Linked DNA regions of Pan troglodytes: region 2 is linked to region 1. A link is a contact called in public HiChIP or PLAC-seq data. All regions are on one chromosome and are shown on one strand. The core of a region is the stretch at or near the end of the contact, and the rest is flanking DNA. Distances in the headings are between cores, read along the strand shown.

Region 1 (2,532 bases), core at 16-2,515:
ACTGGATTATTCTCTACAATTATCTCCATTTCCTTCTCTCCACTAAAACTGCTGTAGCCCGGGTCACCAACACCACCCTGATTTCTAAATCTTGTGGCCACTTCTCAGTCGTTACATGTGACATGTTCTCTCCAGAGTGTTCATCACTGTTGATGTTCCCTCTTGAAGCGCCCTTCTTTAGCTGCCGTTACACCGTACTCCTACCTGGTCAGTGTCCTTTGGTGACTTCTCTACCTGCCCTTGCTGTTCTAACCTGGGCCCTCGTGCTCTTTACACACTCTCTCATCCATTTCCATAGCTTCAATTGCCATCTGCTTTCAGAAGATTCCAGAATCTCTATCACCAGCCTTGATTTCGCAAACTCCAGTCACATATATTCAGTTACCCCTTTAATATTTGTATTTGGATGTCCTGTGGGCATCTCAAACTCATTATGTCCAAAGCTGAACTCCTCACCTCGGCCTCCCAAACCTGTTCCTTGGGCCCCAAACCTGGGCATTTCCTTGACTCTTCCCCCTTATTCGCACATGCAGTCATTCCCAAGTTCTGATCATTTCAGTTCCTGAAGATCCTTGAAATGATCAGCGCTCCACCCTCCCTGCGGTTACTCTAGTTCAGGCCACTCTCTCCCATTTAGGGGGCGGATCTCCCTGTCTCTGGCTTTTCCTCTGTCGGCCACAGTGCAGCCGGTGTCTTTCTAAAACCCAACAAATTGGGCTGCTAATCCCTTGCTTGAAAGCCTTCAGTGACTCCATGATCTTGCCTCTGCTGATTTGTTTCATGTCTCGCCGTATCACATGTCGCAGTGTATTTCCTCTTCTTTTACATTGTGGGATCCGCTGCGCCTGGCACAAGGTAGGTGCGCCATCGATACGTGGAAGATTCACAAGGGCCAAGCCGCCACGAGGCTCTATATCGACTTGATGGCCACAGGCAGTGCGTGGGACTCTGCATCTGCTGCTTGGCTGTGGGAGCGAGAAGACACCTGGCCCTGTGCACTCCTTGCCGCGCTCTCCAATTCTGAGAAGTGACAATACCTTTCTTTCCCCGATTAGGAAAGAACACCAGAGGTGACACACCTTCCTATCAGCTGAGCAGGGTGGGCCAAGACACGGTGAGGCCTCAGCTCCGCAGCTCCACTTCCTGGGGCTCGGCCCGTTCCAGAACAAAAGAGGCTCGCGCATGTTCTGCGGCCACGAGACTCGCTCCCGCCGGCCTTAAGGTGTCGCCCTCTGGCCAGAGCGGATGTGCCGGGCGCTGGGGCCGCTCCTGCCGGCTACCTGCGCAAGCGCAGAGGGCTCTTCCGGCGCCTTCCCAGGCGGGGATGCTGCGGCACCTCCGGGCAACACCTAATACTCGGGGCTCCGCTCGGCTTCTTCGCGCCGAGATGCCTAAGAAGGCTGGTGCGACGACCAAGGCCAGTAGCAGGTCCCGTGGCGGCAGAGGGGTGGGCCTCAGGGGTACTTGTTGAAGAGCGCGGGAGAAGCGGGGCCCGGGAGTGAGTGGAGGCACTGCCAGCGGCTTGCCGTCTCTCAGTTCCGGGGCTCAGGACAGCCGCCGCCACCCCCAGAGCTGCGGCTCCTGCTGCCGTCGCCCCGCCTCAGTAGGCTGCGCTGCCGTCCACCCGGTGACTTCTGAGCGCTGGGCCCGGCGGCAGCCGAGCTCTCCTTGGGCTGCGTGTGCTGACCTTTGGCCTCCTACCCGCACTCCCAGTCCAGCAATTCATGTTCCCGCAGCGGCATGACCTGCGCTTCCCCAGGAGGCTGTATTCTGCTTTCTCCTCCCTTGCTTTGGCTGATCGCACCCCTTCTGTCAAGAATACAGCACTCCCATTTCCACCATCTTTGTTTGGCCAACCCCAGTCCGTTTCTCAGACTCAGCTCAAGCACTGCCTCCTGCTGGCAGCATTCTCCAGTGCCCCAATGCTGATTTGCCTGTGGGGTAATGTTCTGTGCCTATCTCATCGGTGCACTTAGCACAGTGTATTATAATTTTGTATGTTCTTTCTCCCTCGCAGCAGTCCGAGCTCCTTGAGAGCAAGGACCATGTACCTTTTCATCTTTACATATCCATTGCCTACATATTTGTTGAACCAAAGTTCCTAGCACAGCCCCTGTCCCATAACAGGCCTTTAAATATCAAGCACTATTGTTTTTTCCTCCCTTTCCCGCAACATGCAGACATACACACTTTCACCAACATTTATTAGCTCCGACTGCATGAGATACAATGATGAATAATAAATAATCCCTGCCCCCAAGGAATTGGAAATACAAAGCAGAGGGAGGAACAAGCATTAAGGTTTAGAAGCCAGAGTTAGGTTTTCTTGCAAGGGAGGAAAAAACATTGTTGGGTTGATGGGAACCCTTCGTGGGAAAATTGAGTAGAGCCTTGAAGGTTGTGGGAAAAGCGTTCTAGGTGGCCAGAAGTCCCTGGACACCACTGATGAGCCTAGTTTGTCTGTTAAGGGTGAAAGGGGGTAGTGGAAGAATCAAATTAAATGTGTGGGAAAATATTTTGTAACCTGTAAAG
Region 2 (2,532 bases), core at 19-2,518, 460 kb after region 1:
TCCCAGCTACTTGGGAGGCTGAGGCAGGAGAATCGCTTGAACTTGGGAGGCAGAGGTTGCAGTGAGCCGAGATCGCGCCACTGCACTCCAGCCTGGGCGACAGCAAGACTCCGTCTCAAAAACAAAAACAAAAACAGAAAAAACCCTGATCTTTCACTTCGGGCCTGACAGCAGCTTGACTGGAAGTTTGCTCCCGCAGTTCTGAGATTCTGGCCTTTTCTTTTGTCCCATTGCTACTTTTTGCTGCCAGGGTTTCCTGTCCTTCAGGTTTCCATCCCCAATCAGTTGAGAGTCCGACTGGAGTACCCAAGGTGCGTTGAGGAATGAGGCACAGCCCTGGGTTTAACTCATCCAGCCTGGCCAGCTCAGCCTTCCCCTGTCAGGTGGGAGCCTAGGATTGCTGTCAGCCCAGGGAGCAGAGTTGGAAGAAGGGGGCAGGGCCCTACCTAGGCTGCGGCCCATCGGGGCAGCCTGCGCTGGTGGCTTCGGAAGGCCCTGGTTTGAGGATGGGTGTGGCAGGAACAGCCTGAAGATAGTGGATGGAGAAGGTGCCTGAGGTGTTGGGAGCTCTGCTGGTGAGCTGGGCCCTTCACGTCAATGTTAGAGGTTGTTACGTGCTAGGCGCTGTTCAAGCACTGGGAATTAGCTAAACAAAATGACCATTACTGTCATGGAGCTCACCCCTAGTTGAGAAAAATAAGCCGAATCACACGGCAAGTGCTAGGAAATATAAGCAGGGATAGTGAGGGAGTTATTTTACCTAAGTTTGAAGGGAAAGCCCTCTGATAAGGCGACATTTGAGCAAAGGCCCGGAAGAAATGAGATACGTCTCGCCCAGTCGCACCCTGTCTCTACCTGACAAGTCTCCGGCCCGCGGACTGAGTGGGGGACCTGGGCGGCCGCCATCCCCCACTTCCTCATTGTTCCACGGCCCTGGATCGCCTTCCTTTCTCGGTCCTCCCGAGGACCGGACGCTTCTCCTCTCCCTGGCGTGTGTGGAAGAGATGGACGCTACGCTAGAGCACATGGCACAGGCGGTCCCATTAAAAATCAGATGGGGGAGAGAAGCGAGCCCAAGTCAACCGAGGAGAGCGGGGAGCGGAAAGGGAGGAGCCGTCGGGGGCGGGACAGACACCGGCCCACCGGAGGGGCGCGCCGCCGCCGCCCCGCTCCACTCCGCCAGGGGGCGCTGTGTGGCTCCCGAGTAGGCTCAGAGCGACCGTGGCCGGGCGGAAGCGGCTTTCTGGCCTAAGCTTTAACAGGCTTCGCCTGTGCTTCCTGTTTCCTCTTTTACCAGGGACCCGCCAACATGGTAGGTGTTGTGGCTCGAGGCCGCCATCCTCCACAATCGTCCCCCATCTGCAGCTTCCCGCGGTCCTCAGCCCACAGAGAGGCCCTGGGCCGGGAAGGCGCAGAGCCCTGTCAGGCTGGAGCGCAACGGGCCGGCGGCTTCCGCATTAAGCCCGGCGCCCGGCACTGTTTAGCCGGGCCCTCTCCGGCTCAGCGCAGCCGGCGGTCCCCAACCACACCGGCCGGGGCTCGGCGCCGCACTCTTCCCAGAAGGTTGCGCTGGCTCGTGAGTGATCCTGTCCTCTCCACCCGCAGGGCCGCGTTCGCACCAAAACCGTGAAGAAGGCGGCCCGGGTCATCATAGAGAAATACTACACGCGCCTGGGCAACGACTTCCACACGAACAAGCGCGTGTGCGAGGAGATCGCCATTATCCCCAGCAAAAAGCTCCGCAACAAGATAGCAGGGTGAGTCGGGCCTTCCTCGGCCTCCGGGGCTCCGCGGTCTGTCTGTGTGCTCTGCCGCCCTCCGACTCGGGAAGAGACGGTGCCTTGGTGGTTTCGTTAGCCTGAGACTCCCTGGTGTCCCGGAGAAGGGCTAGAGCTTTGCGTGTGCAGGATTTCTCTTGTGAACCTAGGCTTGTGTCATGACTGGCCGCGGTGACCCTGGGTCGAAGGTAGCCACCGTCAGACCTCTTGCTTTGAAGCTACGTTGCTTTTAGTTGTCAACTTTTTTCTTTCTTTTTTTTTTCTTTTTTTTGAGACGGAATCTTGCCCTGGCGCCCAGGCTAGAGTGCAGTGGCGCCATCTCGGCTCACTGCAACCTCCGTCTCCCGGGTTCAAGCGATTGTCATGCCTCAGCCTTCCCAGTAGCTGGGATTAGAGGCACGTGCTACCACACTTGGCTAATTTTTGTATTTTTAGTAGACAACAGGGTTTCACAATGTTGACCAGGCTGGTCTCGAACACCTGACCTCAAGCGATCCGCCCGCCTCGGCCTCCCAAATTGCTGGGATTACAGGCGTGAGCCACCTCGCCCAGCTGGATGTCAACTTCTAATGCTTACTTCACAGTTGCAGTTACTGTTCGAGAGATTTATAGGCATATGGCCTGGAAGAATAGTGCCAAAGTCAACGTATTAATTGCCAAGTTATGTGAATTTGAAATTGGAAGAAAATGAAGGCTGTGAAGGGTCGTGAAACTGCGGGGCGGGGCGGGGCGAGTGGGGGGTGGGGCGCTTGAT

Evidence for each region. HiChIP or PLAC-seq counts read pairs in DNA pulled down with a chosen protein or histone mark.
Region 2: an H3K4me3 HiChIP or PLAC-seq map of stem cell-derived excitatory neurons shows a contact between it and region 1, with 2.7 times the contacts expected there. The contact joins the promoter of RPS17 here to the promoter of C15H15orf40 in region 1. A contact is called at or near these places in 1 of 7 Hi-C or Micro-C datasets (stem cell-derived neural progenitor cells) and 1 of 1 datasets of contacts at active chromatin or transcription factors (stem cell-derived excitatory neurons).

Annotation. Positions count from the first base shown.
Region 1 is chr16:75,606,746-75,609,277 of NHGRI_mPanTro3-v2.0_pri, forward strand. It overlaps C15H15orf40 (chromosome 15 C15orf40 homolog), which reads left to right and starts at 1,266. Exons shown (of 5, transcript XM_054667092.2): 1 at 1,266-1,417. The coding sequence starts at 1,325.
Region 2 is chr16:76,067,763-76,070,294 of NHGRI_mPanTro3-v2.0_pri, forward strand. RPS17 (ribosomal protein S17) reads left to right here and starts at 1,269. Exons shown (of 5, transcript NM_001322790.2): 1 at 1,269-1,312; 2 at 1,606-1,757. The coding sequence starts at 1,310.